2 separate regions of the Sus scrofa genome follow, and region 1 is linked to region 2. Evidence: chromatin contacts called from public Hi-C data. All regions are on one chromosome and are shown on one strand. Each heading gives the region's core, a stretch centred on a gene start, on an enhancer-like site or on the middle of the called end of the contact. The rest is flanking DNA. Distances are from core to core; before and after follow the strand shown. Region 1 holds the start of LOC106504178 (zinc finger protein 333-like). Region 2 holds the start of ZNF671 (zinc finger protein 671).

What was found. A called contact is a pair of places that touch in the nucleus more often than the background predicts.
Region 1: a contact with region 2 is called in a Hi-C map of liver, with 4 times the contacts expected there. The contact joins the promoter of LOC106504178 here to the promoter of ZNF671 in region 2. A contact is called at or near these places in 1 of 5 promoter capture datasets (liver) and 2 of 47 Hi-C or Micro-C datasets (heart right ventricle and liver).

What each region holds. Positions count from the first base shown.
Region 1 is chr6:62,588,097-62,593,114 of Sscrofa11.1, forward strand. LOC106504178 (zinc finger protein 333-like) reads left to right here and starts at 2,067. Exons shown (of 5, transcript XR_002345387.1): 1 at 2,067-2,683.
Region 2 is chr6:62,492,973-62,497,792 of Sscrofa11.1, forward strand. It overlaps ZNF671 (zinc finger protein 671), which reads left to right and starts at 3,338. Exons shown (of 3, transcript XM_013998881.2): 1 at 3,338-3,932. The coding sequence starts at 3,900. It also overlaps the pseudogene LOC100737830.

The DNA of each region.
Region 1 (5,018 bases), core at 817-3,316, 94 kb after region 2:
TTGACAATGCTTGCAGCATGTGGACTTTCCCAGGCAAGGGATCAAATCCATGTCACAGCAGCAACTTGAGTAAGTGCAGAGATAATGCTGGATCCTCAACCTGCTGCCTCTATCTTGTTTTAAATATTCAGAAATATTTCCTGAATGTCTTTTGAGCTGTACATAATGCAGTGTCTACATATAGCATATATTTTAATCTGCATTATTAATATATTCTTGATCAGTTTAAGTCTACATATGCAACAATACCATGATTTGTATTGTGTTCTAATTTCCCTGGTGTAAACACTCCCACTGTGGCCAATTTTTAATCAGCAACATGGTGTTACTGAACATGGAGTTGGGAATAGGTGTCAGTAGTGCACAATTGTATTCTAAATTTGTGGCATAGTCATACAGTAGCTGCAAATAATGTCTAGAACATAGAAAATAATAAAAAGTAAAATGGTTAGAAGTTTTTGTTAATTTTTAAATGTTTTATATCAGTATAATTGACTTCAACTGCATGCACATAAAATGTCTTTTTTTTTTTTTTTTGGCTGCACATGTGGCATGCTAAAGCAATTGAGCTCAAGCCACAGCAATCACAATGCCAGATCATTGACTTGCTGAGCCACAAGGGAACGCCAAAACAATTTTCTTGTTAAGTCATCATTAAGCCATAGTTTGATGCTTGTCACAGGTGAACTAAGAAATTACAAAGACTAGAAGAAGTCACACCCGTTTATATAGTCAAGCAGATACCATAACATACTTATATTCAAGATAAACAGTAACCAGTAACTAGTCCTCAAATAAATGGACTTGACAGAACAGTAATTGAGGTGATTGTTAGGTTTTTTACTTTATCCAGAAGAAAGTCAAGCATCTCTTTGACTGGTGGTAGTTTTCCAAATTGTAACAATTTGAGCGCTGAGGTTAGGCTCCTAAAGAAATACAAGTTAGGAGTTCCCGTCGTGGCACAGTGGTTAACGAATCCGACTAGGAACCATGAAGTTGCGGGTTCGATCCCTGCCCTTGCTCAGTGGGTTAACGATCCGGTGTTGCCTTGAGCTGTGGTGTAGGTCACAGAAACGGCTCGGATCGTGTGTTGCTGTGGCTCTGGCGTAGGCCGGTGGCTACAGCTCCAATTAGACCCCTAGCCTGGAAACCTCCATATGCCGCTGGAGTGGCCCAAGATATGGCAAAAAGACAAAAAAAAAAAAAAAAAAAAAAGAAAAAGAAATACAAGTTAGGAGAACTCTCTCCCTTGACATTTGCACTTCAAAAAATGGCTACCAGGAGTTCCTGCTGTGGTGCAAGGGAATTGGTGTCTTGGGAGTGCTAGATGCAGCTTCACTCCCCAGCCTGGCACAGTGAGTATTGCCGCTGCAATGGGGTGGGTTAGGTAGCGAATGAGCCTTGGTTCTGATCCCTGGCTCAGGAGCTCTATATGTGGAGGGGTGGCCAAAAATGGAACAACAACAAGGCTACCTGATGTTTCCACTTTATTTATTTATTTATTTATTTATTTATTTTTTATTTTGTTGTTGTTGTTGTTGCTATTTCTTGGGCCGCTCCCGCGGCATATGGAGGTTCCCAGGCTAGGGGTTGAATCGGAGCTGTAGCCACCGGCCTACGCCAGAGCCACAGCAACGCGGGATCCGAGCCGCCTCTGCAACCTACACCACAGCTCACAGCAACGCCGGATCGTTAACCCACTGAGCAAGGGCAGGGACCGAACCCGCAACTTCATGGTTCCTAGTCGGATTCCTTAACCACTGCGCCACGATGGGAACTCCTGATGTTTCCACTTTAAAGAGGTGGCTACCAGATTCTTAGAAAGACACTCCTTGGTCATAAAGCAGGAGGAAAAAAAATTCCAGCCAACAAAAGGACTGGTTTGTGGGTCATAGTAACAGCACAAAACGGAAAATTGGAAAAACCATATAATACTAAAAAAAACCCTTAAAAGAGGGTTTTTTTAATCACATCCCACGGTTCCTATAAATAGTGATCACAATAATGTCTATAATTCTTTTCTTTCTTTCTTTTTTTTTTTTTTTTTTTTTGGTCTGTGTCAGTGACATTTGCAAGTTCCCGAGCCAGGGATCAAACCTGACCCAAAGTAGTGACGATACCAGGTATTTTAACCAGCAAGGAACTCCTTAAATATTTTTATTCTCTAGCATATGAGATTCACTAGGCCTGAAATTAGGTCTTTCTGCTGCCCCTCCCGATTAGCAAAGCCCGGCCTTTCTGGAGTCAGGATGACCACTTTCCAGCATCCCTTCTTGAGCCGGGTGGAAGAGTTTCCGGTTGGTCAAGAACAACACTCATAAACCATCTTTGGAGCCCTGAGAACTACATTGTCCAGAAGACCCTGCGCCGAGTTGAGTCAATGAAAGCTCAGGGTGAGGCGTTTCTGGGCGGATTCCGGGTAGCGGGGCGGGAACTTCCGGCCTGCTGCTCCGTGAGCCGTCTCTGGGGCTCGGGGTCTGGTCTGACTGCAGAGCTTCGTGTCGGGATCCGAGCGCAGGGACCCGAAAGGTCTGAGAGGAGGCGCTGTCCCTCGGTACAGAGGTGAAGTAGGGATGCCCCACTCCTGACCTTGGATAGGGCGGTCCTGCTCTAGCTCTGCTCCTCCGCTGCTGCTCCCACAACAGACTCAGAGGCAGCAGCTTCACCGAGGTACCGGCACAAGGTAAACACGTCTTCCAGGCCGTCACCACTCTCGCTGCAACAGATGCTAAGGCCCCGAGTGCCCAGCGTCTGCTCGTTGCCGAAATTTGACCTCTGCCCACCAGCTCCGAATAGGAAGGGATCCAGTTTTTTGGCAAAGGAGGCCACCGCAGGCTAGTGCCATAAACACTGCGCTGTCCTTTGGAGAAGAATTGCAGGGAGTTTTATAGTCTAAAAGGAGAAAAAGAGGATTTCAGACAAGAATCAGGGTTGGGGCAAACGTGCATTCTTCCTTTCTGGGGGGATCTTAGGCGATCTCGGTGTGATCCTGATGGTGGTCTTCAGGGTTATCGCATCTTGATTCTTACTAGAATAACAATACTTGTGGGAAAGGCATATTTAAGCAAAATGTTGTGATTTTTTTTTTTTTTTTTTTTTTTTTTTTTTTTTTTGCTTTTTTAGGGCTGCACCCGGGCCTATGGAGATTTCCAGGCTAGGGGTCCAATCGGACCTGCAGCTGCCAGCCTGCATCACAGCCACAGCAATGCTGGATCCAAGCTGCATCTGCAACCTACACCACAGTTCATGGCAATGCCAGATCCTTAACCCACTGAGCAGGGCCTGGGGTCAAACTCACATACTCATGGAACCTAGTGGGAATTGTCACTGCTGAGCCACGACAGGACCTCCTGAGTTCCATTTCTTGTGTTTTGGTCTTGCTGGTGGGTAAGGACTGGGGTAAATGCAGTCATCTGTGAGAGTCCTTGTGCCTGGCAGGGAGACCCTAAGGGCTGGGGTTTTAAGGAAGGGTGAGTAGAGAGAGCAGGGTTGCGACTGTTGAGGGGGCAGATGGTGCGTCACAGATTCTAATATAGTCATTAGACACTGTGATGCTTTACAGAATAATTGCTTTCAGTAGTTTAAGAACATGTCTTGAATTCTTTTTTTTTTTTTGTCTTTTGTCTTTTTGTTGTTGTTGTTGTTGTTGTTGTTGCTATTTCTTGGGCCGCTCCCGCGGCATATGGAGGTTCCAGGGTAGGGGTTGAATCGGAGCTGTAGCCACCGGCCTACGCCAGAGCCACAGCAGCGCGGGATCCGAGCCGTGTCTGCAACCTACACCACAGCTCACGGCAACGCCAGATCGTTAACCCACTGAGCAAGGGCAGGGACCGAACCCGCAACCTCATGGTTCCTAGTCGGATTTGTTAACCACTGCGCCACGACAAGAACTCCCTCTTTTTTTTTTTTTGTTATTATGTATAATGTAATGGACACCTGTACCCTACTGTTTAAAATTACGGAGTTCCCGGAGTTCCCATCGTGGCTCAGTGGTTAATGAATCCGACTAGGAACCATGAGGTTTCGGGTTCGATCACTGGCCTCACTCAGTGGGTTAAGGATCCGCCGTTGCTGTGAGTTGTGGTGTAGGTTGCAGATTCAGTTGGGACCCCAAGTTGTTGTGGCTCTGGTGTAGGCTGGTGGCTACAGCTCCAATTGGACCCCTAGCCTGGGAACCTCCGTATGCCTCGGCTGTGGCCCTATAAAAGTCAAACAAACAAACAAACAAAATTAAGGAGTTCGCGTTGTGGCACAGTGGTTAACAAATCCGCCTATGAACCATGAGGTTGTGGGTTCGACCCCTGGCCTTGCTCAGTGGGGTAAGGCTCTGGCGTGCCATGAGATGTGGTGTAGGTTGCCGACGCAGCTGGGATCCCGCGTTGCTGTGGCTCTGGCATAGGCCCGTAGCTACAGCTCTGATGAGACCCCTAGCCTGGGAATCTCCATATGCTGCAGGAGCGGCCATAGAAAAGGCAGAAAAGACAAAAAGTAAATAAATAAATAACATTACCCCACCAGGAGAATTTGCTATTAGTTCTCTCTAAACCTGGTGAATGACACACACACACACACACACACAGCCTCTTTTTGAGCATTTAGTAAAAAAAAGCTTACAATTGTAGATATATTTCTCAAGGACCTGAGAGCTATTCCTGTGAAACGCAATCATCAGGAACCTCTGTCTCTCAGCCTCTTTGGAAGGAGAGAATCCTGATGTTCACGAGACCAGCTGTCAGACACAGCTGCACTAATCATCCTTTGATTTCCCAGCCCTTCGTGATTTCTCAGTCCTGTGACTACTGAGCTGCTTTCAGTTGCTGGGAAGTGATGATGGTTTCTTTTATGGTTGCTGGGGCTTTTCTATAATTGGGAATGTATATTGTCTGGAGAAGCAGTAAGCTATAGACATACAGTTGGTCCTCCATAGCTGTGAGTTCCACATCCCAGGCTTCAGCCAACCACCTGCTTCACCCTCACATCCAGAAGGGCCACCGGTACTGGGCCCCTTGATGTATAGA
Region 2 (4,820 bases), core at 2,088-4,587:
CCTGCATGCTCCAGTTATGAAATGCTAAATCCTTAAGCTATTGAGCCATCAAGGTACTCCTGCAATTTTTTTTTTTTTCTTTTTACAGCCATCCAAGCGGCTAATGGAAGTTCCCCCACTGGGAGTTGAATCAGAGCTGCAGCTGCCAGCCTACACCACAGCCACAGCAATGTGGGCTCCGAGCCAAGACTATGCCCTACACCATAGCTCATAGCAACGATGGATTGTTAACCCACTGGGCCAGGCCAGGGATTGAATCTGCAGATCTAACTCCACTATTGCTAAATCTTAATAAAGCCTTAAAAAGGGGTTTCAGGAGTTCCCGTCGTGGCGCAGTGGTTAACGAATCCGACTAGGAACCATGAGGTTGCAGGTTCGGTCCCTGCCCTTGCTCAGTGTGTTAACGATCTGGCGTTGCCGTGAGCTGTGGTGTAGGTTGCAGACGCGGCTCAGATCCCGAGTTGCTGTGGCTCTGGTGTAGGCCAGCGGCTACAGTTCCAATTGGACCCCTAGCCTGGGAACATCCATATGCCGCGGGAGCGGCCCAAGAAATAGCAAAAAATAAAATAAAAAATAAAAATAAATAAATAAATAAATAAATAAATAAAGTGGTTTCGGGAGTTCCTATGATGGCACAGCAGAAACAAATCTGATGAGGAACCATGAGGTTGCAGGTTCTATCCCTGGCCTTGCTCAGTGCGTTAAGGATCTGGCGTTGCTGTGAGCTATGGTGTAGGTTGCAGACGAGGCTTGAATCTGGTGTTGCTGTGGCTCTGGCATAGGCCAGCAGCTACAGCTCCGATTAGCCTGGGAACTTCCATACGCCAGGGGTGAGGCCCTAGAAAAGACTGGAAAAAAAAATCTTATTTTTTCAATTCAGGAAAGGAAAAAAGATGCCTTTTAACAAAATCCTAAAAATCACATTTTATTTGAGGTAACTATGTATCAATACACATCACTCTGGAAATCAGCCCATTAATTTCAGCCTTATTCCAGTACTTTGCTTTTGAAAGTTAGTAACATTACTAATCTTTTGAAAGATCAAGCAAACAGGAAGTTCCTGTTGTGGCTCAGAGGGTTAAGAACACGACTAGTATCCATGAAGATGTGGGTTTGATCCCTGGCCCAGATCACATGCTGCAGGTTCCGCCTTACCTTGCCCACTGCTGCCACCGCCATCAGGTTTCCACGCCATGCCTACCACCTGCTTCAAGATGCAGCGCCCAAGGTCACCACTCACAGGGCAGGAGCAGGGCCCTGAGCCAAGGCCGCCGCCCCACGGGGAGCTGCAGTACCTAGGGCAGATCCTCCGCTGCAGCTTCCAGAAGGATGAGGGCATGGGCACTGGCACCCTACTGTGTCTGGCATGCAGGCCTGCTACACCCCAAGAGATGAATTTCCTCTGCTGACAACCAAACATGTTTTCTGGAAGGGCATTTTGGAGGAGTTGCTGTTGGTTTATCAAACAAGGGATCCACAAACGCTAAGGAACTGTCCTCCAAAGGAGTGAAAATGGGTCCTAGACCTCTCGGACAACCTGAGATTCTCCTTCAGATTATGACTTTTCAGTGGAGGCATTTTGGGCTGCATACAAAGATATGAATTCAGATTACTCAGGCCAAGGAGTAGACCAACTGCAAAAAGTAAGGACACAATCAAAAGCAACTCTGAGGACAGAAGAATCATCCTGTGTGCTTGGGATCCCAAAGAGCTCCCTCTCAAGCCCCCTGCCCTGTGCCACACCCTTTGCAAGTTCTACTGAACAGGGAGCTGTCCTACCAGCTGTACCAGGAGTCGGGGGACATGGGTCTGGGCGTGCACTTCAACATTGCCAGCTACCCCTTGCTCACCTACATGATCCCACACATCACAGGCCTGAAGCCATAGACTTTGAACACACTTCGGGACATGCCCGCATTGGCCTGAATCGCATTGAACCACTGAAAATAGAGCTTCAGTGAGGACCAAGGCCTTTCCCAAAGCTCAAAATCCTTTGAAAAGTTGAGAAAATCAATGACTTCAAGACTGAAGACTTTTATATTGAAGGCTACAACCTTATCCAACTATTAAAATAGAAATGACTAATTTAGAGAGTATTTATTTATTTATTTATTTAGTCTTTTGTCTTTTTTAGGGCCACACCGGCAGCATATGGAGGTTCCCAGGCTATGGGTCCAATCGGAGCTGTAGCTGCCAGTCTATGGATATTTACACCTAGGTAAAAGTTCATTTTGCGGGAGTTCCCGTCGTGGTGCAGTGGTTAATGAATCCGACTAGGAACCATGAGGTTGCAGGTTCGGTCCCTGCCCTTGCTCAGTGGGTTAACGATCCGGCGTTGCCGTGAGCTGTGGTGTACGTTGCAGACGCAGCTCGGATCCCGCGTTGCTGTGGCTCTGGCGTAGGCCGGTGGCTACAGCTCCGATGAGACCCCTAGCCTGGGAACCTCCATATGCCGCGGGAGCGGCCCAAGAAATAGCAACAACAACAACAACAAAAGACAAAAAGAAAAAGTTCATTTTGCTTTACAGGAGGAAGGGGAGTTCCCGTAGTACCTCAGTGGAAATGAATCTGACCAGTATCCATGAGAACACAGGTTTGATCCCTGGCCTTGCCCAGTGGGTTAAGGATCTGGCATTGTAGTGAGTTGTGGTGTAGGTTACCAACATGGCTCAGATCTGGCATTGCTGTGGCTGTGGCTGTGCCTGGGGACTTCCATATGTCACAGGCGTGGCCCTAAAAAGGCAAATTATATATATATATATATATATATATATATATATATACACACATTTTTTTTTTTGGTCCTTTGTCTTTTTAGGGCTCCACCCACAGCTTATGGAGGTTCCCAGCCTAGGGGTCTAAGTGGAGCTGTTGCTGCTGGCCTACGTCAGAGCCACAGCAATATTGGGTCCAAACTGCGTCTTCAATCTACACCACAGCTCATGAACCCTCAACTCAATGAGCAAGGCCAGGGATCAAACCCGCAACCTCATGTTTCCTAGTCAAATTCATTTCTGCTGTGCCACAATTGTAACTCCTTCCGTGTTATTTTTTATTAGATTCCAGGTAAAGTGATACCATATGATATCACTCATATATTTTAATTCTTGGATTCAATATAATCACTGATTATACAGGCAGGAAAAACGTTTTCTGAGGAAATCTATCCACTGGCTTCAGGGTGGCTCAACATTTCTCTTTCTGCTTCCATTCCACGGCCCAGTCTAGAATTTTTCCTCTCTTGTCCCTGACCAGAACTGAAGGTAACAACACTGAGCCTAAAGCTTCAGTTCATATGTATTTAAAAAACAGGTTAATGGTTACTAGCTCACAGGTATAAACAGACACAGAGAGACGTTAGCGGTGTGGAGTGTCCTTTTGGTTTTGCGGCTTTCTGGAATATCTGCAAATATTTCTGTAAGTGGTGCAGACTACACTTCATGGAATCTTGGTTTGGTCGATTTAAGATGATATCGGATTAGATTTAATTCCTTCGGATTAGAGGTACCACTTACAAACCCTGTCAGGGTGTAACTCACCCTTTCCCCAGGAACCCAGGCCTGGGACCTGAATCTCTCGCTAAGGGGACACTGCCCGAACTACATTACCCAGAAGACAGTGCGCCGTAGTCCAGCGCAGGCCCACGAGAGGGGAGTTTCTCTGCGCGCAGAAGACGTCTGAGCGGCACTTCCGGCATCCTCCGCTCCAGCGGATGTTTTGTTGGTTCCTGGGAGGATCTGCTCGCGCCTGGGTGCTTCTATGCTTGGTTGAGGACTTGGGAAGTGCGTGAGGAGGCATCGTCCCAGCTGTTCGGTGCCAGGGTGGTGCTCGGGAAAGTCGTCTTCGCGTCCGCAACCTGGACGTCGGCCTCTCTCGCCGCGCTCCGCCAGCAGAGCCCGATGGCGGCGGCCGAGCCAAGGGACCCGCTTCAGGTAAATGCTCGTCCGCAGGCCCTCCCCGCCCTCCCCCGCCAGACACTGAAGCCCCGAGTGCGGGGCGCCTGCTCCCGTGCCTGCAGCCCGGGCCCCGGTGTCTAGGGCGGTGGGGCCGTCTTGGGTGGGGTCTTATTTCTGACGGACGGTGTGATGGCGCGTGGGAGAGGCTACAGGGGAGGGACCCGCAGGTGCAAAGGCTTGGAGGTCGGGCTGAGCCAGAGGCTTTCTGGAGATCCTGGGATGCACGTCATGTCAGCACGGAGCAGGGGGTGAAGAGTCACACCTGGGTTGAGCAGTTGTACTTTCATTTCGAGGGCTCTGGAAGCCATAAGGATTTTGTTTTTGTTTTTGTCTTTTTGCCATTTCTTGGGCCGCTCCCGCGGCTTATGGAGATTCCCAGGCTAGGGGTCGAATGGGAGCTGTAGCCGCTGGCCTACACCAGAGCCACAGCCGCGCGGGATCCGATCCGCGTCTGCAACCTAAACCTCAGCTCATGGCAACACCGGATCCTTAACCCACTGAGCAAGGGCAGGGGTCGCAACCTCAGTGGTTCCTAGTCGGATTCGTTAACCACTGAGCCAGGACGGGAACTCGGAAGCCATAAGGATTTTGAATAGAACTACTTGATCTGGGTGGAGAGTTTAAAATTAGCCCACATTTTGTGGCGGCCAAAACAGATTAGATTGTAGTTCCCTGGTGGCTCAGCGGGTGAAGGATCTGGGGTTATCACTGCTGTGTCTCGGATTCCATCCCTTGCCGGGGAACTTCCACGTGCCGTTGGAATGGCAAACAGACAAACAAACAAACAAAAACAACTACAAAAAAAGATTCCGTTGGGGGCCACAGATGGTGAGGATGGAGACCAGTAAAAAGGCTACTACTAGT